Linked DNA regions of Mus musculus: regions 1, 2, 4 and 5 are each linked to region 3. A link is a contact called in public HiChIP or PLAC-seq and promoter capture Hi-C data. All regions are on one chromosome and are shown on one strand. The core of a region is the stretch at or near the end of the contact, and the rest is flanking DNA. Distances in the headings are between cores, read along the strand shown.

What was found. Promoter capture Hi-C pulls out the DNA fragments that hold promoters and counts their contacts. HiChIP or PLAC-seq counts read pairs in DNA pulled down with a chosen protein or histone mark.
Region 1: a contact with region 3 is called in an H3K4me3 HiChIP or PLAC-seq map of the SCID.adh cell line, with 6 times the contacts expected there. The contact joins the enhancer-like site here to the promoter of D11Wsu47e in region 3. A contact is called at or near these places in 5 of 39 promoter capture datasets (embryonic stem cells, frontonasal cranial neural crest, hippocampal neurons and 2 more) and 5 of 115 datasets of contacts at active chromatin or transcription factors (the SCID.adh cell line, bone marrow-derived macrophages, embryonic stem cells and 2 more).
Region 2: a contact with region 3 is called in a promoter capture Hi-C map of liver, with 2.7 times the contacts expected there. The contact joins the enhancer-like site here to the promoter of D11Wsu47e in region 3. A contact is called at or near these places in 3 of 39 promoter capture datasets (hippocampal neurons and liver), 2 of 115 datasets of contacts at active chromatin or transcription factors (bone marrow-derived dendritic cells and bone marrow-derived macrophages) and 1 of 9 other capture datasets (pancreatic islet).
Region 4: a contact with region 3 is called in an H3K27ac HiChIP or PLAC-seq map of embryonic stem cells, with 4 times the contacts expected there. The contact joins the enhancer-like site here to the promoter of D11Wsu47e in region 3. A contact is called at or near these places in 6 of 39 promoter capture datasets (cranial neural crest, embryonic stem cells, hippocampal neurons and 2 more), 4 of 115 datasets of contacts at active chromatin or transcription factors (bone marrow-derived macrophages, embryonic stem cells and large pre-B cells) and 1 of 9 other capture datasets (embryonic stem cells).
Region 5: an H3K27ac HiChIP or PLAC-seq map of the NIH/3T3 cell line shows a contact between it and region 3, with 4 times the contacts expected there. The contact joins the promoter of 1700012H19Rik here to the promoter of D11Wsu47e in region 3. A contact is called at or near these places in 1 of 39 promoter capture datasets (the 3T3-L1 cell line) and 4 of 115 datasets of contacts at active chromatin or transcription factors (the NIH/3T3 cell line, embryonic stem cells and pancreatic cancer cells).

What each region holds. Positions count from the first base shown.
Region 1 is chr11:114,500,778-114,505,735 of GRCm38.p6, forward strand. It overlaps Gm39472 (a long non-coding RNA gene), which reads left to right. Exons shown (of 3, transcript XR_880307.1): 2 at 721-965; 3 at 2,747-3,448. Among named protein-coding and RNA genes, the nearest start is that of Gm39472, 14 kb to the left of the region's middle. Within about 2 kb of position 1,639, at least 58 of the 459 cell types and tissues checked have an H3K27ac peak or open chromatin away from gene starts, as enhancers often do. A contact at or near this core is called in the SCID.adh cell line and trophoblast stem cells, where this site is marked.
Region 2 is chr11:113,144,691-113,150,022 of GRCm38.p6, forward strand. All of the region lies in intron 1 of 2610035D17Rik (RIKEN cDNA 2610035D17 gene), which reads right to left. All of the region lies in intron 1 of LOC115487747 (a long non-coding RNA gene), which reads right to left. Among named protein-coding and RNA genes, the nearest start is that of Gm39467, 13 kb to the left of the region's middle. Within about 2 kb of position 3,416, at least 32 of the 459 cell types and tissues checked have an H3K27ac peak or open chromatin away from gene starts, as enhancers often do. A contact at or near this core is called in liver and pancreatic islet, where this site is marked.
Region 3 is chr11:113,682,641-113,687,766 of GRCm38.p6, forward strand. It overlaps D11Wsu47e (DNA segment, Chr 11, Wayne State University 47, expressed), which reads left to right and starts at 1,794. Exons shown (of 5, transcript NM_001361593.1): 1 at 1,794-2,071. Fam104a (family with sequence similarity 104, member A) reads right to left here and starts at 1,511. Exons shown (of 3, transcript NM_138598.5): 1 at 1,222-1,511. The coding sequence starts at 1,445.
Region 4 is chr11:114,567,210-114,572,355 of GRCm38.p6, forward strand. All of the region lies in intron 1 of Gm31724 (a long non-coding RNA gene), which reads right to left. Among named protein-coding and RNA genes, the nearest start is that of Gm31724, 42 kb to the right of the region's middle. Within about 2 kb of position 1,367, at least 33 of the 459 cell types and tissues checked have an H3K27ac peak or open chromatin away from gene starts, as enhancers often do. A contact at or near this core is called in bone marrow-derived macrophages and embryonic stem cells, where this site is marked.
Region 5 is chr11:112,823,694-112,829,010 of GRCm38.p6, forward strand. It overlaps 1700012H19Rik (RIKEN cDNA 1700012H19 gene), which reads right to left and starts at 1,435. Exons shown (of 2, transcript NR_130164.1): 1 at 1,220-1,435.

The sequences.
Region 1 (4,958 bases), core at 389-2,888, 820 kb after region 3:
AGCACATATAACTCTTTCAGGGGACCCAGTTTCGGTTCCCAGCACCCTTATAGTAGCTCGCAGTCATCTGTTGACTCCAGCATTAGGGGATCCAGTGCTCTCTTCTGGCCTCCACAACTACGAGGCAAGCACACAGAGCACAAAAATGCATGAAGGCAAAAACACTCATACACATAAAATAAAAATAAATTGATTAAAAAAACACTTAAAAAGATATGAAATGGAAAATTCCAGAAAGATTCCCCTTTATAAATTTGAAGTCGTGTGCTGTCTGATTGGCGTGGTAGAATCCCTCCCTGCCCTTCTCCATCTTGCCTGCCACAAGAGTCATCCCTTTTCAGGGTATCCACGCTGTATACGGTACCCTCCCATCATCACTGAGCAGCCATCTCAGCTGTTACGCTGACGCACTGTGGAAGTGCCACTGTGTTGTGCTCAAGTAAGCTTCACGCAGAAGCCTACTGCTACCCCACAATGCAAGCACCATCACTTTGAGTCACGGGCACTATATCATTCACAGCATCCCAAGAAGTGGGTTTGGTAGAGCATAGTAAAGTCTTTTGACTAAGAGAGGCATGTTCACACAACTTATCAAAATATATTATTATGTTCATTGGTTTTTACTGTTATTTTACTGTTGAACTTATTTGGCCTAGTTGTATAAGTGAAACTTTGCCATTAGGTATGAGTGTTGGTCGATAACGATTCTCATTTCGACAGGATGAAGAATCACAAAAGTCTTCAGATATGCCTGGGAGAAAGTATCTAGAGTAAGTTAGCCTCTGGCTATGCCTTCCAGGACCTGTCATGATCCGGTTAATTGGAGCAAGGAGACCCACCCTAAAGGAAGGGGCCACCATTCTAAGATCACCCAGGGCTGGATCTTAGACAACGTAAAAAGAAGAGAGCTGTGGATACAATGTGGCCATCTGCTTCAAACCTGCTACATTGACTTTCCCCGAAAGGTGAGCGCTGTGTTTCCTGGTCATTAAGGGCTCTTCCTCAGGAATCATGAGGCAAAATAAACTCTTCTCTCTAGAACTTGCTTAGGTCATGGTGTTTTATCACAGCAACAGCAAGCACACCAGTTCAATGCTTGAGGTTCTTAATCTGGGCCTAGAGAGCAGGCAGGCTGGGCAGGTCGGGGGAGAGCAGGCAGGCTGGGCAGTGGGGAGAGAGCAGGCAGGCTGGGCAGGTTGGGGGAGAGCAGGCAGGCTGGGCAGTGGGTAGAGAGCAGGCAGGCTGGGCAGGTCGGGGGAGAGCAGGCGGAGCTGGGCAGTGGGGAGAGAGCAGGCAGGCTCGTGTGGCATACACACACAAGTAGGACAGTCTGTGTAAATTCCAACAAGATGCTATCTTTGTGCTCTCCTCTGCCTGCTCTCTCCCCACCTGCCTGCTCCCCCACCTCTGCCCAGCCTGCCTGCTCTCTCCACCTGCCCACCCTGCCTGCTCTCTAGGCCCAGAAGCCCTGATCTCTGCAGTAAACATAGTAAACATGATGCACCTCCCTCTAGCAGCATGAGATGACACAGTGACAGCATAGCAAGCTGCTCACCAGCTTCTCCACAGAGAGTTGGAAGCATCACAGAGATGACTCATCAGTGGACAGAAATGTGGGGCTGGAGTCAGTCACACAATGGCACCTGTCATGTGACTTGCTAGCTCCCGCAGGGAGAGTAGCTGTTCCTGAGACTTGTAGGTGGGAGAGAAAGAGGGGCATTAAAGAGCCACTGTCCTTAGAGGCTGGGCCATCTTGGACTCCAACTGAGATGTTGCCTCTGCCCTGGGATCAGCCAACCTTTTACAGAAGGAGGCAGAATGGAGGAGGAATGTGGATCAGGACATTCAGGAAAGAGCAGGGAAAGCCGGTGCATAGGGGCAGCTGCATAGTCCAGCCCTGCAGACAACCCGTGGACTGCTACTGGCCCCCAGAGCATGCTGGTTCAATGGTGTCCAGCCAGCACCATCCTATGCACACAGCTAGCCCTGCTGCTGTGTCTCAGCCAGATCTCCAAGGCCAGGAGTGCTGCTGCACCATGTAATCTACATATCCCAGCCAGGCCAGATCCTGCACGGAGCGGGTGGGGGGGTGGGGTCACTGAGGGCAGCTGCACTGAGCAGAGGCTGAAGCACACTGGGAATCCTGGGCTGTCTTGAGTGGTTCTCACCCGGACCATGGCTCACACTGCGGTCCTGCACCCTAGGGTGTCATAGCGAATGCAGATGCCTCTGAGCACACCAGCTCCTCCTTTGCCCAGCTGTAGGACCGCAGAGAAGTTGTTAACCTCTCTCAGTCTCTGTGCCATCATCTACAAACAGAAGCAAAGGTTCACTCCTCCGATGCGTGTAAAGAAGCTGGCAGAGCAAAGCCTTATGTCCCTCCCTCCCTTCCTGTCTCTTCCTTTCTTTTCTCTTCTCTTCCTTTTTGCTTCTTTTACATTCATTTCCTTCCTTTCTTCCTTTCCTCTCTCATGCCATCTGCTTTCCTTTCCTCCCTCAAAGCCACTCAAAACGCAGGTCTTGAACAGGTCCTTCTTTGCTGTCATGTGTGGTGAACGGTGCTGTCCTCTGAGGTTGACCACGAAGACTTCTCTGATTCCACCTGACAGAGTCTTGGGGAAGCCCCGCCCCGCCTCCATCGCCCAAAGAGCGGTGAGAAGGAACCTTTAGGACTCTGGGGTAGCAGTGTGAAATGAATGTTCTGGTTTCCTAAGCTTCGTTTCTTGATTTTTACCTTCCAAATCAGGCATAGCTTGTTGGAACCGAAGCAATCGTCAAGAGCTGAAGGAGACAGTAGCCGGGAACCATGGCTCTCTGGGGCACAGAGAGCAGCTTTGGAGACCAGGGAAACATTGTCGAGCACTCCAGACCCATCCAAAAATGGTGAACTGGTCTGACCGGCCTCAGCCTCAGGATGCTGGGAGTGCTTGTCAGCCTGACAGTGTTCTGGGCGAGGGGAGTTTGCAATGCATGCCAGCAGCCAGAAGCAGCTGGGCACCCTTGGCAAATGGGCGATGCCAGGGGTCCACTGTGGCTCCAGGGTGCCCACATCTCCCATCATGTATTCTAGGCAGCCTCCATCTTCAGACCTACCCACTTTGGTAAAGCAAAAGACAGCTGCATGAGAGGAAGGGCCCTCTGATGGTGGAAGCAAGTCCCCTGGGACTTTATCACCCAGGCAGGGAAGGAAGAGAGGAGATACTGGCCCTTTGGTCCATAGCTCTTGGCATCTAACAGAATGGAAAATGTAATAGTTCTAGTTGCAGGCATCTCGTTTTCTTGTTTTGCTTGTTTTTAATCTTTCAAATCAATAAAGTGAATAGAATAGGGGAGAAGTTTTGTTCTGTTTTAAAAGTTGTTGTAATCCCAACACTCAGGAGGCTGAGGCTAAGTCGGGTGTGCTGGCTCAAGCCTTTAGTTCCAGTCCTTGGAAGGTAGAACTCTCAGGTGGATCTCTGTGAGTTCAAGGTCAGTCTGGTCTGCAGAGTGAGTTCTAGGACAACCGGAACTACACAGTGAGATCCTATCTCAAAAAGAGTCTAAGGCTAGGGATCATCAGGATGTCTCAGTGGACTAAAGTGCTAGCTCCTAGCCTGACCAGCTGAGTCCATCCATGGAAAAGAAAACCAAGCCCCACCCCACGGTCCTCTGACCTACACACACACATATATACACACATACATAAACACACACACATATACACACACCGCACACACACATACCACCCACACACCACACATACACACACACACACACACCATACACACACTGCACGCACACACACACACCCCACACACATACACCACACATACACACACACACCACACACACACACCACACACACACATATACACACACACATACATACACACACACATAAACACATACACACACTACACACACACCATATACACCACACACCACATACACAAATGTAAAAAATAAAATTGTGAGAGTTGACTGCTAACCTTGATTCTATATCAAGAGCCGTGTGTGTGTGTGTGTGTGTGTGTGTGTGTGTATGTGTGTATGTGCAGCCAGTTAACTAAGCAGAAAGAGCACAGGGCATTACCATCATAGAAACACTTCAATTCAAAGTGCCTGAACACAGGCACACTCCCAGGAGAGGAGGCAATCCTTGATGTGGGAAATGTTCTCAGGCTGTGTGTTGTTACTCATGTTATCACTGTGACTACACACACACACATACACACACTAAAACCACAAACCACAAAGACCGACCACAATACCCTCATAGAAACAACTCAAAAAAAGACGTGTTTCCCTTTTGAGTGTTTTTCCCATTTATTTGTTTGTGGGATTGCGATTGCCCTTGCACACATGTGGGGGCTGGAGCACAGCTTGGGAGGGCTGCTTCTCTCTTTCCATCATGCAGGCTCAGGGGACAAGCTGAGGTCACGGGCGGCAGCGTGCACTTTACCCACCAGCCACCTCACCTGTCTCAGGGACTTACTTGGGCTCCCAGTTTGAGAGGGTCCAGTTGGTCATCACTGGCCTCCAGACCCTTGGACAGAACATCACGGTAGCAGGAGCATGGGGTAGGAGTTGTCCTCTCTTTCATTTCACCTTTAAAAGGTATTTTAAAATGTATATGTGAGAGAGACAGTGCATGCCACATGTGTGTGGTACCCGCAAAGGCCAGAATAGGGTGCCAGATTCCGGAGCTCGAGTTACGGGTGGTTGTAAGCCTCTTGTTGTGTGTGCTGGGAACCAGTGTTGGGTCCTCGGGAGGACTCACTGAGCCATCTCTCACGCTCCATGTGCTTCGTGTGTGAGTGAATAGGAAGCAAAGGAAAGGGAATCAGAGCAAGGCATGGCCCCACGGACACACCCATCCCCAATGACCCACTTCCTCCAACTGCTCCCTACCTTTCCTGACTTCCTGATAATAGTATCACCTTGTGGATCCATCAGGGAATGATGTCAGAGCCCTTGGA
Region 2 (5,332 bases), core at 2,166-4,665, 540 kb before region 3:
GATCAAAAGATCAAGGTCTCTCTGGGCTGGAGTGAATTCAAGGCCAACCTGGGAACTTAGTGTGACCCTGTCCCAGGGACTGAAAATGGAAACTGGGCAGTAGCTAAGTGAGGAGAGGTTGTCTGGCATATGGTGAGCCCTACATTCAACCCCAGGTAATGGGAGAATGACACAAAAAAACAGGGAGAGAGGGCTGAAGGAGGGAGGGGGAAAGAGAGAGAGAGAGAGAAGGAAGGAGGGAAGAGAAAGAGAGGGAGAGAGGAAGGGGAGAGAGAGAGGAGGGAGAGAGAAGGAGGGGAAGAAGAGAGGAAATGGAGGGAGGGAAGGAAGGAGGGAGGGGACCTAGATTTGAGCAGAGCTGAGGCCAGGTAGCTCACTTCAGGACCCTGCCCACTTATTCGCCTTCTTGTTTCCCGGTGCAGTTCACACAAGGGTCTTGTAAGAATATGCTCTGGGAAGGAAGAGCAAGCATGTTAGATCTCCTTTTGCCTCTCTTGTAGCTATGACCACCCTTAAAATGCACAGGCAAAGATCTAACAGTGTTCCTTCAGTTTCCCCAAAGCAGAAAGCAAAGGGGTCCTTCACCTGTGTCTGTCACCAAGGCTACTTCTCATTTTGCTTGAAACGGCTGCAGTTCAAGACCTGTTGACATCCCATGTGCTGAAGCCCCTGAGCACAGTGCTGGCAGTGGCTGCTTTAAGAGTCCCAGGGTTGTAATAATGGCAGTGATCAGAGGTTTGGGCTGGAGTCAGCTGTGAACTCAGAGTCACAGTGTTCCAAGCCTGCTTCTCAGGAGGACCTTAGACAGAAAAGCCTGCCCTAAAAGTCAAACTGCACTAAACACCAACTGAGGATGGTTATTACTGTATATACACCACACAGCACCAATTCTGACTCGAAAATAAAGTGCACAGCATCCCCTTTTCTGATGAAAACTACACACATCTATACTCACAATGGCACAGAGATGCTATGAAAGAAATGGACAGCGTTTTGTTTTGAGTATGTGACACTTATTTTTTTAAATTTGAGAAAAAAATGAAAGCTCCCTCCTTTAGGATACAAAACGTGAGTTCAAAGAGCCAAGCAAGGCAATAACTGACCTCCTCTGGGTCCTTCCCCAGGAAGATGCTTGACCAAAAGGCCACTGAACACTGGCCAAGAATGGGCGCCACAGCTGGGCAGTGGGCCCCACCCAGAGGGCAGCCCACCCCCTCCCTTTACACCACAAGACACACAGGCCAAGGGCCAATGATCCCCAGGCATGAAACCAAATGAACAAAGAGGTTACACAACTCCGTAATCACATGAGAGCCAAGATGGGACCTGACATCATAAGACCACCAAAGTCTCCCCAGCCTTTAGTGTGAGCTCATAGGATAAATAAACAACCGTGATTAATCAGATTATAAATATATAACAATAAACAGCATAAACATAATAATCAACTTCTCAGAACCATACTTGAGTCCATAAAGTTAGCTTTCTGCCAACATACAAAGGGGCAAGAGGCTCAGGGGGACCTATGAATCCTTTTCTACTTTCTGGAACCCATTGCATGTCACCCAAGATTAATACACCTGTGGCCATGGCCCTGCAAGGTCAGCTTGGTGAAACTGAAACACGAGAGAATGTAAAATGGCTGTGGATTGGGACAAAGTCCAAAGACAGGATGGCAAAAGAAAAATGAGAAAAAAAAGAAAGAAGAAACAGGGCCACTTAGTTGCTGTTTTGGGTAGAAGCAAGACTTCCTCTTTGTCCCAGATCTGAGTCCTGAAAACTACAAATGTGCATCTAATTTAAAGACACGCTGAAGTCCTATGAACTTTCTAGAATTTTCCAAACGCTCAAAAATCATGGCAAACATCAACAGGGTAGAAGTGGAGGGTTCCATACTGATAATTTCTTGAGTCCAGATTTTACTGATAGCCAGTAGGTTGTACATATCCATATCACAGGTACCAGACCCAGTGACTGACTGCTGTTAGTGAACTCACCATGGCCCTGGAGGTGGATCACCCATCTTGTTCTGTGGGTGGAGATACCAACATCACAAAGCCAGGCGACTGTAGAGCCAGGACTCCAACCCCACACCCTAATGTTATACATGACTTTCACATGATATGTCAGGTTTGGAAACAGAACCTGGGAGGACAGTAACTGTGGGAAGAAGGAAAAGAGAGACCTGGCCGTTTCAGCAAATTAGGAATGACCTCGCTGAACACACGGAGGTGGGGGGGGGGACGACTCAGCCATTGACGGTGACACCAGGAGCTCATGCCAGGAATAAGGAGCTGCTGCCAGAGACAAGTTGAGTCACCCACCAGCTCCTACCAGTCGCCACACTGTTCCTTGGAAGACCTGGGTTTTGGAAGGCAAACATGGATGGCAGGACCTTGACGCTATCCTGCTCAGTAAGAGGAACACAGGGCACACAGCGATGCTGTGTGGCAAATCCATGCATGGCACAGACGAACAGTGCGGTGGTTGCTATGGGTGGGGCAGACTACCTGGTGAGGATGGGGACAAGGGCCTGATGGGTGTGCCCTTTCCTTTGGAATGGTATGTGTCTATGTCCAAACCCTTCAAAATTGCGTCTATCAAGTACATGCAACTTTTGCATAGCAATTATAGCTTAAGAAAGGCGACAGTGGTAAGAACTATACTATACTGTGAATGTCCTTATTGCAGCTGAATTATACTGTGCAAAATGGTTAAAACTGTTGATTTGATATTATATGCATTCTGCCACAGCTAAAAAGGAAGCAACTCTCTGTTAAAGAGCCTCTGACCTTGTTCAATCAAGCATGAGACGTATGCATGGAGCCAGGGCTCGGGCTCTGTGACCACTGGGCTCAGAACTGGACGTTCCCCTAAGACCCTCAAGTTTATACAGTCATGTTTAGAGAGAGGGTGGGGCAGGCGGGAGGAAAGGAAGGAGGGCGCCAGCAGCCAGCTGCTGGCCAGGAGCTAGAGCGGCCTCCTGGGCTCAGGCAGCCCGCACCCTGCAGCCCCCTGGCCTCGGCCCACCTGGCAGGCACCATGGCTACTTTCATGAGGCTGGGAGCCCAGTGTCCTTGGTCTGCATTAGAGAGTCAACAACCATTTATCTGGACCAGGCGAACAAGGCGGCGTCAGTGGCAGAACTGACAATATTTAATGACTGGGGGTGGGGACACTTTGTAGGTTGGAGGAAGGCTGGAAGGAAAGGAACCAGAGAGCGTGCTGAGAACTCTGGGGAAATTCTGTGTGGGGGTGGGGGTGGGGGTGGGGAGAGAGATAAAAGGGGCTATAAAGCAATTTTGACAGGTTAACAGACAGGTAATATTCTAGCAGTGTTTACTTAACCAGGCTAGCGCTTCATGCAGCGCAGAGGAAGCTAGGGCACGAGAGCCTGGGCAGCCGAAGCCTGCAGGCAAACAAAGATCCAGTCAGAGAAAACCAAATACAGCCAGGCCCATGCTGGCAGCCCTGTGGCCTCTCCTCCGGCTCGGAAGCCACCCGGAGATGCTTCCGGGACACCCATCTGTGAGCGAACTTCCAGCCTGGTTCTTCCAGGTACCGCCACGTGGAACATAGCCTGGCTTCTAACTGCCTTGTCAGACCACCAGATCCACGTGTCCACCTCAGAGACTCATCTTAGAGGGCCGGACTTTGAGCTAGGTTTCGTGGCCCCGGCCTGTAATCTCAACACTGGTAGACTGAGGTGGGAGGGCTATATATTCAAGGGAGGAATCACATAGGCAACTTGAGGTACACAGCAAGACCCGACCCTGTTATCTAAAAACAAAACTCAAAGTAACACAATAGCTAACTAAGCAAGGTGACATGGCCCCACCAGTGTCCCAGGGCTCAGAATATTTACCATTGATGAAATGCATGTCAGCTCTAAAACTCCAATCTACCTCACCCAGACCCAAAGCCCCATCCCGGTATCTCCTCACTCTTATACACTAGGTAAACTCCAAACTCTGAGCCTCAATATCCACATCTATTGGATAATACAATATCTCTTGCCAGGTTGGTATATTGTTAATGATTATGAATTCATGTCACTGATGCAAATAATGTATAATAATTATGAGGAATAAAATACATGCAGATTAAAGAAATAAATGTGGATTGACGATGGGAGAAACCATATGCATCTTAGATTCCTTCTAGAAGTCTCTGGCACCTAGCGGGATGGTGATGATCTGAATACAGCAATCCCACCTATAGACTTAATCTTGAAAATCTGTGCACATCATTGCATGGCAAGACCTGCCTTCATAGAATAAAGAAAAAAAATCTCCTTACAGGAACCAGAAGAGGTGTTGTGCTGACTGAGGAGCCAGGGAAAAACACCCAAGACACCCTGGTTCTCCGAGGCCCTGGCAGCCCCGCTGAGTAACTGGATATGGCTGGCTCCATGTTCATGTATTTCTCCGAGAACATAAAAGTGTTCAAAGCCATTGAACCAGCACTCGAGGGGTGCCAAGATCATGACTTCATTTCCTACAGGCTTGCCTGCCTCTGTTACAGGACACTATTCTGAGGTTGGATTATATATTTTTAGGTTATTTGGAAAATCATTGTGGCTTTAAATAATAAAATTCTGAGTGACATCTGTCAACCTCAATTACGCTGAGCCTGCTAAGCAGAGTTTTCTTTCTCTCCCCCCTCCCTTTTTTTATTCATTTTTAAAAGTGCAATGAAGTAAGTGTTACCCAGAAAGGTTTGCAAGAGTCTGCAAGGTTGTGTATTAAACACTTTATTGAAACTGGTCCCAAGGGCTTACACTAGAGACTCTGCTACAGGCCTGGGGTGGTACACACAAGGGCTGAACTTGGTAGGAACCAGCAATATCTATGAAAAAACCACAGGGCCATCTGGTCAACCTCTTCATTGTGCCATCAGGGAAGCAGAGACCCAAGGATTCACATTCATAGTTGGCCACAAGGAAACCAGGACACAATATAGGTTTCCCCTAGGCTCTGTTCAGTAGAATTCTCCAAACTATCCTGGAGGCTCATCATTTTCTCCTGTTCCGTTGATGAGGTTCCCAATGGCTATGCCAGTCAGCAATCTCACAGATGCCTCTGTTCATCCCCATGAATCTCTGCCCGTCCTGTTTTATTTTAAAGATTCAATCATTATCCTTACTTTGAAAAGTATGTCTTGATTTTTCATCATTTGAGTCTTACCTTAAAAAGCTGTGATGGTTTGGAAGTTCTATTAGCAACATAAACGGCAAATGTCTGAAAGCAGCCACCATCCTCTTGAGAGGTCAGGGACCCTCCACTCAACATCTCTCCAAAGCCATCCATTACACACACACACACACACACAC
Region 3 (5,126 bases), core at 544-3,043:
CAAAACAATGATTACATTCATAACCAAAGAATGCAAGGAACAAGACTCAGGGCTGAGGAGATGGCCCAGCCACGGAAGACCCCTGTTAGTCCTACAGAGGACTGGGGTTTTGTTCCCAGCCCTCCTCTGAGTCTACGTTGACACTAGACACGCACGTCGTGATGTACATACATATACACAGGCAAACCACTCATACACATAAAATAAAATAAGTAAAATCATTTATGAGAGAAAATAAAAAAGCAAGCCTACGATCCACCTTCTTTAAGCCTGAGACGACTACGGAATAAAGAGCCGCGAGCCTGAATAGACTTAGATAAATAAATGAGTCTCTCTAAATCCGTTCTCTGTTCTCCACCAGAGAAATGAAAAAGTACAACTTAGCGTAGATGTAGATAGATCGTCAAGCATCTTATTAGGAGACTTTCCAGTAAGAAATAAAGCCAGCCTTCTTCATTCTGAGGTAAGGCGTCCCAACTTACTTCTTCCCAGACGGAAAATAAGGAGAAAAGAAACTTCATCTGGATCGGGCCTAAAGCCCCGAGGGGCCGCCCGCCTAGTGAGGGTTGAGAGTAACTCGTGGTGTTAGCCACCTCCCTGCTCCCAGCCAACTGGCCCCTCATCCAAACTGTTTAGAATCCTGCCTGCTAATGCTACAACCGAGAGTGGGTCACCACCCACCCGGGTCCATCAGATGAGGGAGGGCACAGCGCTGCGGTCTGCCCTAAGCCCTCCCAGCTGCAGGGGTTAAGCCCAACCCCCGCCTTTCTCCTGACCTTGGGGCGCCAGCAGCTCCCCGCCCCCGAAGCATCCCGTCCCCTCTCCGAGGCGCCTCGCTCGAAGGGAGCCATCTCTTCCAGATCGGCCATCCCTCCCATCCCCCTACCACCACCGCCCGCCTCAATTTAGGAAGGACCACACCGTCCGTCTCGTCGGGCCGAACAAACCTCATTCCGAAGCGGAAAGGGCAGAAGACGAAGAAAACAAGGAAAAGACGGAGAAGGGGCAGCCCTGGATTCCAGAGCGTCGCCTCCCTGGCTGCCCACGGGGTCCAAGTGTCAGAGGCGGCGCCACCTTCTCCCCTCCGCCTCCTCCGACCGCAGAGCAGCGCAGCCCAGAGCCTCGCACCACCACCCCGCCGGCTCCGTCCGCCCCTCGGCTCCAGAGCGCACATCCTCGGCCGAGGGGCCGCGGAGAAAGCGGGTTCCCCCCTTCCCTCACCTGGGGCGGAGGCGCTCGCTCATGGCAGCTGGTGAAGGCGAGCGACGCGGCGCCGCCCCGCGCCGACAGCGAACAGTCGGAGCTGTGTCCCGGCGCCCGCCACGCCCACCCGCACGGGTCTGAGCTCTGACCGCCGCCGCGCGGGTGGTTGCTGCGGGCGCTGAGTCCCCCTCGGGCCGACCCGGACCACAGCCACTTCCGGTGTCGCCTCCGCGCCTCCCCATGTCGCAGGCGCCGTGGTACTGTCCTCCTGCGGCTGCGCGGAGGCGGGACGCCGGCCGCGCTTTCCCATCACCGCGCACGCAGGAAGAGGCGGGTCCCAGAGGGAAGACTGACCGGGAACTTCCAGGACCCCCGTTTAGGTGTCCGGGGCAGCCGCCTGTTCAAAAACAAAACAGGACACGACGTAAAAGTCAAGCCAGATTTTAGATAAATTACATTATTTGACGATCATTGATACTTGTCTCTGCGTTAAGCCTCTCTAAGGTGAAAATTTTAAAAAGAACCAGACGAGCTCCATCAGGCACAGACGCGGACGGCCACAGGCTCAGGGGTCCTCTGGTTGGGAAGGTGTTGGTGGGCTCCGGGTTCTAAGAGTGTGCGGCGTGGAACTTCGCGTCTCCGAACGGTGCGGAGCCCGTTCCATGGAGTAGCTAAGGGCTGGGCTATTTTTCCGCGACCTTTGTTGCAGGTCAAGAGAGGAGTGCGGAACAGGCGAACGGGATAACGGAGTTCCGTACCGGGAAGGGCCACGCCCACCTGCTGGAAGAGGCCGGACCGAGAGGTGTGGGGGAGACCGGCAGGCGTGGGAACGCGGCGGTGTGGACGGAGCTGCCTCGCGGCTGGCGAGGTGAGCTTGATCAGTGGCGAATCGCGAGGTCCCTGCCCGCCGTGAGTTGCGCACACCTGTCATCCCCATTCTTGGGAGGAGAAGCTGCAAGACCAGGAGGTCAGAATCATCCTCGACTGTGTAACAAGTTCGAAGCCAGCCTGGGCTACTTGAGACCTTGTCTCCCATGTGATCTCACCACCACCACCAGAATACGTGTACTCTAAGACTTGGGGAAGTCTTAACTTTGGTTGTCAGACGCATTCCCTTTTCTCTGTCAGGAGCATAATCCAGTTCTTTGTCTAGGACTCAGTACTATCAGCTCCCCACCTTACACAAACTGATATTCAGAGTTTCTGCCAAACGTGAACAGTGATCCATAAGCATGGGGGTCTTTAGGAGAGTCGACAAGAGGTCAGGCAGGAAAACGAAACCCCTGTTAAAGTGTAGGGTGTAGAGTCTGGCGTAGTAATGCACGCCTTTTAATCCCACTACTCAGGAGGCAGAGCAAGCTGATCTATGTGAGTTCAAGGCCATCCTGGTCTACCTAGTGAGAGTTCCAGGGAAGACAAGGCTACCAGGTAAGACCCCATCATCTCAAAAAAGTCTACCGTTAAAACTGGAAAGTCCAACCGGGCGGCGGTGGCGCGCGCCTTTAATCCCAACACTTGGGAGGCAGAGGCAGGCGGATTTCTGAGGTCAAGGCCAGCCTGGTCTACGGAGTGAGTTCCAGGACAGCCAGGGCTACACAGAGAAACCCTGTCTCCAAAACAAAACAAACAAAAAAACTGGAAAGCCCATGTATTGTCTTTGTCGTGTGCCCTTCAGTGCGGCAGTGCATTCTCACTAACAGAAGACTTATGGTGCACTCGGTGGGAAACAGTTTGGGTGTGCCTTTTATGAACGATAAAGTAATGGTTGCTTTAAACAAATGGATTTTTATCTTGTAAAGTGGTTTCAGACTCAGGGTTTGGGGGGTTTGTTTGTTTTTTATTTTTTTTAATCTATTTACTGGCCAGGAGGTATTTTCAGTCACGGTATTAAATAGTTATAGTAAACATGTTTATTCGTTCAACAAATGTCACATACCAGCGTCAGTGGTAGAGGTGTGTCTGCGTGGGCATTGATGGAGAGACAATCTCCCTGTGTAGTCCAGGCTGCCATTAAACCACCTTAGCTTCCTCAGAGCATTCAGGGGTACACAATATGCTTTGTGGTAGTAGATTTTGAGAATGGAGTCATCCCCAGGAGAGATGGTTCCTGGCCTTTGGAATTTTAAAGATGTAGTAATAGCTCACAGGCGAGCTTTGTAATTCAACCCTCTCCTTTCCCAACTCCAGAGAATAACAAGAGATAGATATAGTGTGTAATGTACTTTTTTTTTTTTTTGGTTTTTTTTGGGGGGTTTTTTGAAACAGGGTTCTGTCCTGGAACTCACTCTGTAGACCAGGCTGGCCTCGAACTCAGAAATCCTCCTATGATTATATATCCATATACATATGAATAATCAATTATATTACAATTTATAACTTAAAAATGGAGATCATACCCATCTGTTTATTGGTTTTGTTTTGTTTTGTTTTGTCTTTTTGAGACAGGGTTTCTCTGTATAGCCCTGGCTGTCCTGGAACTCACTCTGTAGACCAGGCTGGCCTCGAACTCAGAAATCCGCCTGCCTCTGCCTCCTGAGTGCTGCGATTAAAGGCGTGCACCACCACGCCCGGCTCATTGTTATTTGTGTGTGTGTGTGTGTGTGTGTGTGTTGCTATATTAATCTGAGCAGAGATTCAGATTCATTTCTCCTGAATGAGGGGAAACCCTCCTTTATTTATTTATTTATTTAGGAGACAGGATCTCATAAATCTCAGGCTAGTCTACTGACCTGGCCATCCTGTCTCTACTTCAGGGTGCTGGAATTGTGAATGTCTACCATACCACAGTATCGGGTTTTATGCAGTGCTGGGGATGGAACCCAGGTCTTCGTGCTTGCCAGGTCGACTGAGCCACATCCCCAGCTGATAAGAGTTCTCCTGAGTCCTTACACCCCAGTGAATCTCGCTTGTGTAACTTTAGAAACGTTCAAACCAGTTTTTGCACCCCCATGGATGTCATACTTCCTTGTTCCAGCCTTAAAGAGCAGGGTCAAGAAGAGTGGGTGTGATTTATTGAAGAATTCCTGAAAATGGGAGGGGCTCTGAGGGAGGAATGCCCACCTGGTGGACCCCTTTCACCTTTTTACTAAGTGTATGTCTATGTGCCTGCATGAGTTTGTTATATATGTGCACACTGTGTCCCAGCAGGTCAGAGGACACCAGACTCCCCCAAAAGGAGAATTATAGGTGGTCATTGTTAGGTCTCAAACCCAGGACAAATGGTGCCTATTTAACGTGTCATAATGGACCTGGCCTCCTTGTTTCCTAGCATCCCTCATTCCCTACCAGTTACAAGGTATGGCTGGCATACCCCTTCCCCTAGCCTGAGCTTCTCCCAGCTGCTCTTCCCCATGGAATCCATTTATTTTGTGAAAGGCAGGCCCTTTTGTCTCTGCCTTTCACTCTTGTGGCTCCGCCTTCTCCCCTCCCCTACTCTTCCCACATGACCCAGGCTCACATCCACTCTGGACTCTCCCAGATGTCTTTGCCTCTAGTTATGTGCTCCCTTTTAAAGGCTCTAAGTAGATTTTTTTTTTCTTAATCTTTAAGGTTTTGTTTAATTTTGTTTTTTAACAATTTTATTGAACTCATGTAGCCTCCACTTGACATAAATAACAAAGTCAAGTTCTGGCTGACATTTTTAATGTCTTTTCCTCTAAGCATTAACTTACTAGATGTTAAGTCTTTTGGTTTTGTGTTGCTTTGTTTTTTTGTTTGGGTTGTTAATGCTTTTTATTTTATTAATTTTTTTTTTGAGATGGTCTCACTATGTGTAGCTCTGGCTGTACTGGAACTCACTATGTAGATAAAACTGCATAGTGAACTTGAGGCCAGCCTGGGCCTATCTTAAGCAGAGCAAACAAAAGTTAAAAATCCATGCTGTTGACGGTTACTCTGTGTTGCTCATCGGCTCCCACCTTTAC
Region 4 (5,146 bases), core at 117-2,616, 880 kb after region 3:
AACACGGGGAGCAGGGACAGGAGGGAGGGGCCTATTGCCGTCCTCACAACCTCCTCAGGGTTCCACATCAGAAAGAGATGGGTTTTTTTCAAGGCACTGGTAGCCAGAGGGGGATTGGAGATGCTAATTTCATTTCATTAGATCCCAGCAGCTTTGGATTACAGCAGGCAGGAGGGAGGAAGCAGAGCTGATGTGTTTTAAAAAGCTGCAGTTTTGCGCTGTTTTTAATTTAATGCTGCCGGTAAAAGATGCCGCCTTGGAGTCGCTAATGATGCTCGTGAATTATTTTGGTTGATTTACACACCCCTCCGACTTTAAATAACGAGGGAGGAAGGAGCGTGGGGTCCCCCCTGGAGCTGTGAACCTGCAGCTGAGAGTGGATGTTGCCAAGGCTGGGGCTGGGGCCTCCTTATGCCCAGTCCTACCTCCACCCCCTCTCGCCCCTCCCCCACCCCCACCCATCACACCTCTCCTTGGTATTTCTCTTCTGGATACGAACTTGGATCGCCATTCTCCTTCAATCTTCTCATCTCCATTTCGTGTGGTACCTACTGGCCCTTGCCGAATATCGACAATGACAAGTATATTAGGAGTCCTTTCTGTGTGTCACATCTGGGGCAAGGCTCTTGACCTACACAAACGCCAGTCGCTCTCCTGTATGCTGAGAACTGATGCGATTTTTCCCCCTGAGTCCCCAAAAGGAAAATGAGAGGTTACGGAGCTTGCTGCAGGTCATCCAGCCAGGAAATGACAGACACTGCAGGGCAGCAAGCCTCTCTTGTTTGGCTCAGTCTGGTACCTGCAGAGGGTGGGGGTGGGGAGCCGGGTACAATAAGTAAGCAAATGAGCTTAAGTGTAGAGTCAAGCTACCTCCATGAAACCCGCTACTCTGCTTCCCAAACTTCAGCTGAAACTGCAGCTGTCTCCAGGGTGTCTGAGTTGGCCAGCAAGGCTAGGACCAAAGGCAGTCAAGACAGCAAGCCTCTTCTGACCCCTGAATCCTAGGGCATCCAGTCAGCCACCATGGCTAACCCCAGGGCACCCGGCAGGGATGTGACCAGGAGACTGTGTTCTAGAAAACCCAAGCTTGGTGGTCAGAGCGAGGACCAGAGAAAAGCGTCCATTTATCTTGATTCCCGGCTTGTCTCCACCAGGGAAAATGTCTCCTGTCCTCCCATGCCCCTTTCCTTCTCCTTCCTTTCAAAATGAAATTAGAGGCAGCCGGTAAAAGCATTAAGCCCCGTCCGGATTTTCCTTCCCCATCCATCATACTGGGGCCTGAGCCTCAGAGCCGCAGCCTGGGATCGAGGGTCTTTCTAGCGATGGCAGCAGGTGAGGGGTACGGGCAAGGAAGGAGACAGAGAGGCCATGTCCTCTCCATCTCCAGGGAGGCGAGGCAGCTGCATTCCAGCTCCGCACAGCAGGAGGCTGGGCCAAGACAATCAGAGCAGCAGCCTGAATCAGGAGGAGAAAACTCCAGCCCCCAGGAAGGAAGCTGTGACTGGCTTGGTAAAGGGGAAGAAAAAAAATCAGAGTCTATGCAATAATGCAAAGATTTCCCTCGCCGGCTCTTGATTACCTGATTCTTGGGACAAGAAGGAAGTTGTGAAGGTGGAAGGTTCAAATCTCAGCTCTTATGCTAGGAGGTAGTGGCACGCCTTTAATCCCAGCACTGGGGAGGCAAGACAAGCAGATCTCTGAGCTCAAGGCCAGCCTTATCTACAGAGCAAGTTCGAGGACAGCCAGGACTATACAGAGAAACTCTATTTCAAAGGGGAAAAAAAATCCCAGTTCTGCTTCATGTGTGACCTCAGGCAGTCCCTGGGTTGCTGCTGCTGCTGCTTCTGCTTCTGCTTCTTCTTCTGCTTCTTCTGCTTCTTCTGCTTCTTCTTCTGCTTCTTCTGCTTCTTCTGCTTCTTCTTCTGCTTCTTCTGCTTCTTCTTCTGCTTCTTCTTCTGCTTCTTCTTCTGCTTCTTCTTCTTTTTAAGATTTATTTATTATTATACATAAGTATGCTGTAGCTGACTTCAGACGCACCAGAAGAGGGTGTCAGATCTCATTGTGGGTGGTTGTGAGCCACCATGTGGTTGCTGGGATTTGAACTCAGGACCTTTTTTTTTTTCCAGAGCTGAGGACCGAACCCAGGGCCTTGCGCTTGCTAGGCAAGTGCTCTACCACTGAGCTAAATCCCCAACCTCAACTCAGGACCTTTTTAAGAGCAGTCAGGGCTCTTAACCACTGAGCCATCTCTCCAGCCCCACTGGGCTTCTTCTAACTACATTTATTTGATGTAAAACAGACTCAGCAGAGAGCAAGCAGCATTGTCCAACAGAGTGACCAGGTCAGCTGTGTGCCCCAGTACAAAATGTAAATGCAGACCCTTGCTCAGAAGTGTTATTAAGAATCCCATATGTCCTAGGGGATCCATGAAACTAACCCTGGCACCAGGGAGCTAGAAACAAGAAGATCAGAAGTTCAAGTTCATTCTCAGATGTATATCTTGTATAATAAGGCTAGCCTGGGCTACATGAGACCCTACCTCAGAGGGTAAAGAATTTCAGGGTGAGCCAAAGGAATGACAGCTCCTGCTTATATCTCCAGCTCTCAGTAGGCAGTGGACTGAGGCCAGCCTAGTCTACCTAAAGAGTCCTAAGCTAGCCAGGGACATAGTAAGACTGTCTGGGGGCTGGAGGGTGGGGGAATAATGTCTTAGTCACTGATTTACATCTCTGAAGAGACACCTTGGCCAAGACAACTTCCCCCCCCCCCCCCCCCAAGCAGGGTTTCTCTGTGTAGCTAGCCCTGGCTGTCCTGGAACTCACTTTGTAGACCAGGCTGGCCTCGAACTCAGAAATCCGCCTGCCTCTGCCTCCCGAGTGCTGGAATTAAAGGTGTGCACCACCACGCCCAGCTCCCAAGGCAACTCTTATAAAAGAAATCCTTTCATTGGGGCTGGCTTACAGTTTCAGAGATTTAGTCCATTATCATCATAATGGGGAGCAGGGTGGCAAACAGGCAGGCAGACAAGGTCCTGAAGACGTACCCAAGAACTACATCCTGACCCAGTGGCCCAGAGAGATTCTGGGCTTGGCATGGTATTTTGAAACCTCAAAGCCCACCCCTAATGACCTCATACATCCTCCAACATGGCCACGCCTCCTAATCCTTTTCAAGCAGTACCACTCCCTGATGACCAAGCATTCAAACACATGAGCCTATGAAGGCTATTCGTATTCAGATCACCACAAATAATAATAATTTCAGGATGGCAGTGGGAGGACACTAAGCCAAGCAGGCCACCACAAGAGCTATGTGCCTGCGACACTGACCTTGGGGGGGGTGCTGTTTGCCAAGAAGTGAGCTGGATGAGACTACTCCTTTTGTGGTAGTGTGGAGAGAACAAAAGGCACGGCGGTTCCCTCCCTGTGGGAGAAAGCCGGAGGCACTCGTGAAAGTAGACAAGATGAGAAGCCCACCTCTTCTGTGTCTCTGCCCTGCCTTTACAGCTGCAGCTGAGCCAGGAGAGCTGGGTTTCTGCAAGGGTCTGCTTGCAGGCACAGGGCAGGCAGCCAGGAACTAGAGATTTGGATTCAAAAGTAGTTAGGAGAACTCTGAGGATGTTTGAGGGGTGGGGTCCTGGGATCGCCCAACCGGGAATGTAGCAAGTGCTTAGGTAACTAATGCACCTGCTTAGGACGTGTGTGTGTGTGTGTGTGTGTGTGTGTGTGTGTGTGTGTGTGTGTGTGTGTTGGGGGGCTCTCACACTTATGGAGACCAGAGAACAAACTTCAGTGTCTGCTCAAGTACTCCTTCTTCTCCTAACCCCCTCCCACTAGCCTAGAACTCACCAACCAGGCAAAAGTGACCGTTCTTCAGGACGCAGCCACCTATACCAAGTGACATGGGAGCAGACAAGCAACAAAGCAAAAGGAGTGAAAACCGGAGCTGAGGACATTCAGGATGAGGAGCTGGTGGAAGCTGGGGTGCTTCCAGAGCCCGACACTGTCTTCCCTCCTCCTGTAAATCCCTCCGGGAAAGCACTGCAGGGGGCATCAGAGGGCCTCGGCGCTGGGTGACCATGGAGTCTGCCCTGAAGTCACACCTTCAGCGCAGGAGTGAAAAGCTTCCTCGTGTACAGAAAGCTTTCAGTTTCTCCCTGCGGTGCGAACCGCTGACCGCACCCACGTCTCTCCTGACCTTCTTTCAACCCTTCCAAGCCGGGGAGAGAGAAAGCTGGCCTAAGTCAAAGCTTAAGGCTAAGCAGAGCTGCTGGACCAAAGACCACGCTGCCTGGAAAGGCTCAGCGATGCTCCAAACTTGGGTCCAGTTTTGGAAGGCCCACTAATTGGCTCAGCTCAGGAAACCAGCTCAATCCACCCCCACAGTCTGTGCTTTTGACTCAGCCCCACCCCCAAACTCTGAGCTTTGGATTTGGCTCCACCCCCTACACGCCCTCACCCCTCCTTGGACTGAGTTTGATGGCCGCCCCTTGGGCGGTCCTATGAGCTGAAGAGCACTTTGTTTCTCCAATTATCCAAATTTTGCCTCCCTGTGGTCAAGGTCAGACTCCCCAAAAAGCAGACCCTGAAAGAAAGATTTGAACTTGAGCTGCTTGTTTGACCCGCAAAGTTCAGTCGGGGGCAAGGACATAAGGTCAGCACTGGAAGAAAGAAGAGGGTAGTGGGAATCTCTCAACACACGCATTGCTGAAGCAGGTGGCAGAGCTTAAAGAGAATTTCACACATGCATATAATGCATTTTGATCAAATCCGCTTCCCACCCCTTGCCCTCCAATCCCTCCCCTGCCCCCTCCACCACTTTTTTCTCCCAGCTTCATGTGCTCTTCCTAAAACCCACTGTGTCCACTTGGTGCTACCTGTATGTGCTCAGATGCAGGACCATCTACTGAAGCATACTTAGCCTCTTAGGGGCTGAAGGAAGTTTCCTTTCCCTCCTGTACTGGCTAGTTTTGTGTCAACTTGACACAGCTGGGGTTATCACAGAGAAAGGAGCTTCAGTTGGGGAAATGCCTCCATGAGATCCAACTGTAAGGCATTTTTCTCAATTAGTGATCAAGGGGGAAAGGCCCCTTGTGGGTGGGACCATCTCTGGGCTGGTAGTCTTGGGTTCTATAAGAGAGCAGGTT
Region 5 (5,317 bases), core at 185-2,684, 860 kb before region 3:
TCTCTGTGTAACAGATCTGGCTGTCCTGAAACTCACCTTATAGACCAGGCTGGCTTCAAACTCAGAGCTTCCCCTGCCTCTGCCTTGCAAGTGCTGGGTTTAAAGGTGTGCGCCACCACACCCAGCTCTCACAAAGATAATTTTCTTTCGATGATTTATTTTGATTTTTAAAATTATGTGTGTGTGGGTGGTGGTGGGGGTGCCCCACGTGTGTGCAGGTGTCCCTGGATGCTGCCAGAGAGAATCAGGATACCTGGACCTGGAGTTGGCAGTTGTTTAAAGCCCTATCTGATGTAGGCGCTGAGGTCCAAACTCTTCCAGAAGAGGAGCAAGTATTTTTTGAAACGGAGCCATCTCGCTAATCTCCAACAATTAAATTTTAAAACCACCACCACTACCATTCAATTTGTATTATTTGTAGCACATAGTATGTTTTTCTTCTTATTTTTTATTGCATTTATTTATTTAGTGTATGTGTGTGTGTGTCTGTCTGTGTCTCTGTATGTGTTGTGTCTGTGTCTCCGTCTGTGTCTGTGTCACAGGACATGTGCAGCCTAGGTGTCAGCCAAGCCTTTCCAAAGAGTGTTTCCCAAACCTTAGAGACTTGAGTCAGAGACAGCCCATCTGTACACACAACCTCCACCCACCTCCAGCTTCCCCAATAAACAAAGGCACACTGAGTCAGCTCCTGGCACGGGGTTCCTAATCTGAAGGCCGTGCCTCTTGCCCCTCTCTCTGTGCAGCTCACAAGAGCCATCCAGCCAACTACTATGGCTTTAAAATTCAGCATCCTAGTGTTCATAGGCAGTGTCCTTTATTCTTATGACACAGACCCAAAACCTTAGGAAGGACACAGAGTGGACTAGGAGAACCTGTTCTTTTCAAACAGTTACATGGTACTAATTTGTCTTGAGAAGACAGGCCAGGAATCCACAGGGTATCTTTGCATATCCTGGATCACCCAATTAAAACCATCTGTGACCCGTTCTGCCTCATCTTTCCCTACGGGCTTAACAAGAAACTAGCAGGGAGGAGGAACGGGGAGCACTCCTGTGGCTCCTGTCTGTGCCTGGCACTGTGTTGAGGGGTACCTTCCGAAGTAGATTCTCTTTGACCCTCACGAGATGGCATGGGATGATTTTCTCATTGCTCTGAGAAAGTTATCTTACAAAAGCAACTTCAGAAAGGTTTCTTTGGGCTCAGGTTTGAGGGAGACAACCTGTGACGGTGAGGAAGGCGAGATGGCAGGATCTTAGGGTGGCAGGATCTTAGATGGCAGGATCTTCTGGTCCCAGTGTGTAGTTTCTCTTTTTCATTGTGTCCAGGATTTCAGCCCATGGTGCTGCCCATATTTAGATTGGGATTTCCCACCCGAATTTACCCAGTCTAGAGACTCCATCATGGTCATGGTCATGGTCATGGTCATGGTCATGACAACAGGCTGTTTCCTAGGTGATTCTAAACATTCTGTCAGTGTTATTGTTATCAGTGTTAACACAGGAGCCCTACAGTCTAGAGGGCATTATCCCCATTTTTCAGTGGAGGAGGTAATGAAGGCTATGGAAGATGACTCCTCTGGGGCCCACAGTGAGGTATGTAGGATTTTGGTCATAACCTATCCCCAATTCCCAGTCTTCCTTACAATTGTGCTGTGCTGTTACAGAGTCCTGGAACAAGGGCCGAAGTGACATTGCAGCTGGACCACTGAAACAGCTTGCAAACTCCGGTTCATGTGACTCGAGGCCAAGGACTCCAAGATGGAGTGATGAGGAGAAGGAGAGAGCCAGATCTTAGCCTTGCCATTTGGAAGAGGGCTTTGCTAGTCATCCTTTTGGATCCTGCAATTCATCGTCCTGAGTGGATTTGTTGCAAAAGCAAGATCAGGACCAATCTGACATCTACAATGGCATCGTCTCCTACAGGGTCCATGATCTGCCAGTAGGGGATTCTCTGAAGCAATTAGGACAGATGCATTGTACAAGCTTACAGGCATAACACGGCCATCAGGCAAGGACAGCACCTTCAAATGGATACAGGAGAGTAACATATGGATGGAGAAGACACACTGTGAGCTCTCGCAGGCAACTTTTTCACTGTGTCTCTTCCTTCAGGCAACAGAGCCCTGGAACAAAACAGAATCTGGAAAATAGACATTGCATCGAATCTCATGTAGCTTCCAATTGTGCTTAAGCTTGTCTAAGGTGGAGGTTCGGGGAGGAGGAACTGTAAAATAATGTTTGGAACATTCTTCCTAAGATCCATAGCTCCACTTTGACTTCTTCAACATTAAGAGGGATAAAGTCCTGGTTGCTTCTGCTGTGTTCCCAAGGCTCATGAAAGCCAGACACTAGACTCCTGTTGGATCTAAAAGGAAACTCCTAAATAAGTCCACAATGTTACTGGGAAAATGTCTTGAAGGGCCAGTGTTTCTGATTTCTCAGGTACCAGCCATTATCTCAAGATCATCTTTTATTAAGAAATTGTCTCCCCCCACAAAAATAAAAAATTGTCCCCCCCAAAAAGTAGGCGGGGAAATGGATTAGCATGCTGGAAAAAGGCTAGAGGCTGGGAGTAAAAAGCGACAAAGGTTTGGCATAGAGGATTTTGCATCTTATTCCGAAGTTCACATTATATAGCATCTTCCATGGTATGTGACTGCTGATAAATATTCATTGGAAGAAGGAATAACCTAATGTGATGCAAATCACATGCAAAGCAATATGTAAATCAATCCATTCTATGAAGTCAATAGGTGAGGTACCATGCATATTAAAAGTACAGAGGGACAGCTTCTAAAGATCTAGGAGAGGCTCCTAATGCTAGCAGGGACCTTCCAGTCTTTAAAGGACCCATTAGTCAGAGGAGATTCCCCTGTCAAAGAATGACACCAAGCATGAAGCTGCCAAGCAGGGCCAGAGAGCAAAATAGACAGGAGGACAATGGCTGTTCCCTTCATCCCCTTCAAGGCTGATTCCAAACAAGTTCTCCTTCCTGGCCCTCCCACCCTGATCAGATCTGATAGTGATTGGTTGGTCAAGACAGCTGAGTGACAGGGAGGCAGGCTGATCTGCTTGTTTATTAGCCACGCTATTCAAGATGGCTCCTTCAAGCCTCCCAACAAAAGAGCAAGGGACACAGAGACAGAACAGGGGGAAAGTCTGTATGAATTCCCCAGTGTACACACAAGATGTTTATCAGCTTTTGTTTCCTTTGAAAGCTCGCTCCCCTCCACTGTCACAGGCTCACACCAGGACATACATGCTTTGTACAGATCTGCAGACATACAGGAAGTTGAGAGGAGCCCAGAGCAATGAAGATTTGTACTCTACTGTTTCAAGCATCCCCGGGGGGTTGATGTCACAAATTCTCTAGCCCCAGAGAAGGTCACAAATTGTTTCGTATTGGGACTCCGAGCTCTGTTTGCTTTCAGTGCCTCTCAGACCTCCTGACAGGACAGGCGGACATGGAAATAAGTCAAGGGTGACCCTGCTGGTGACCCGTAGCCTCACCAGCCAACTCCTGATTGCAACCTCCTGGCTTCAGTAACAGCCTTTAATTCAGGCCTTCTGGCTTCTCCGAGGCCACAGTTGCAGTTCAGCTGCAGTAAACAAGGGTCAGGTCAGATGTTCTATGCCCTTGGTTCACGGTGTGACAAGGCAAGGTAGGAAGAAGATTGACGGGTGGGGGTGGGGCCTAATGCAGGAAGGAAGAGAGGGAAAGGGGTTCTGATCTTTCAGCAAACCCATACCTCCTTTCGCCTAAGAGCCCCTCTTAACCCGATATGTAGACCTGGTACTTTTCAGTCCTTGAGATGCAAACATTACATGTGTGCCTGGATGCTGGTCCTCAAAGCCCTACCTTCCAGTGCATGCTCCTGGGGTATTAGATCGTAAAAGCCACTCTCACAGCTATGTAGTAATACAGCAAAGCATGAAGGCAGACCGTGACTCAAGTTTATATATACACAGCTCAGACACTATGTATTGAGGGCCACACACACACACCTTTGCATATACCATCATTGTCACCCCTCTGTATACTAGGGACATAGGTCATTTTTACAAAGAATCTTATGAGTCAACTTATACAAAAGTGGGGGCATGCTGCTCTCTACAGCCCTGGCCATGGAATCAGCCACACAGCAGACAGGGGCATTTCGGGGGTTGGATGGGATGCATCCTCCCACTCAGCTGTCCCTGTTCACAGACGCTAAACCTGAGACCCTGAAGGAAGCACCTCCATCAGAGTCAGCAACACTCTTGGGAAGCAGGGATGGCATTTGGGGGTCAGGGGTCGGGTTGGTGCTGGACTTCCTATGTAGGTGACTCCCCAACTTACCAAACCACAACCACTTTGTATTTTTTGCGATGACTCTTCAAGCCCTCCCCATCAGAGCCCTGACTCCTATACAAGGTGCTTACACACTTATAGGACCTTTTCTAGATTCTAAAGCCAACAGAGCTGGGGACTTGCCTCAGTCAGTACTACATTTGTCACACCAAGATTAGGGACTTTGAATCTTCAGCACCCGTGTGAAAAGCCAGGCACATCAGCACACATCTGTATCCCTGGCTCTGGGTGTGTTGAGCCAGGCAGATCCCTGGAGCTCACTGACTAGCCAGTCTAGTCAGGGAGAGAACCTGTCTCAAAATAAAGAGGAATTAGAGGAGACACCCAAGTGTTGACCTCTGGACGCTATACACAGGTGCGTACATATTTACATATAGAATGCAGGTACACATCAGCATCGAGGACCAAAAGAGAGCTCAAAGCAGGAACTATAGATAAAAATGTAAGATTCTGGGACCCAAACACATCTAGTATATTCTAGAAATGTCTGGAGAATTTTTGGATGGACTTCTCTCCGCCCACAGGCAATGTCTGACTTTCAGGTTCTCCACCAGTTACCTTTGCTCTGCTTCTCCGGCTCAAATTCAAGTATATCCTATCTTTGGAAGATTTTTTTTTTCAACTCCAAGGTCCTTTCAGGCTTAAGAAGTTGCAGGGCAAATAATGTAAAAAGATGAAAGTTGCCGGGAGGAAGTGGCTGTTGATAAGCGGAGCTTTATAGGGCTATAAACCCCAGGCCTTGTCTCTCTCTGGAGATGGCAGGGTTGCCTTCCCAGCCTTTTCTAGACCTAGCCCCTCTCAGACCCACCCCACCCCACCCCCAGGAGAAAATTCCTATGCTATTAAGTGCTCATGAGAGATGAGCTTTGGTTTTGGTCAAAGTTGGTGGTAGTTAAGTTGCCTGTGCTATTTTCTTTCCCGTGGCTGTCGCGTGTTCAGTTGGACCTGCTCTTTGAAATGCAAGTCT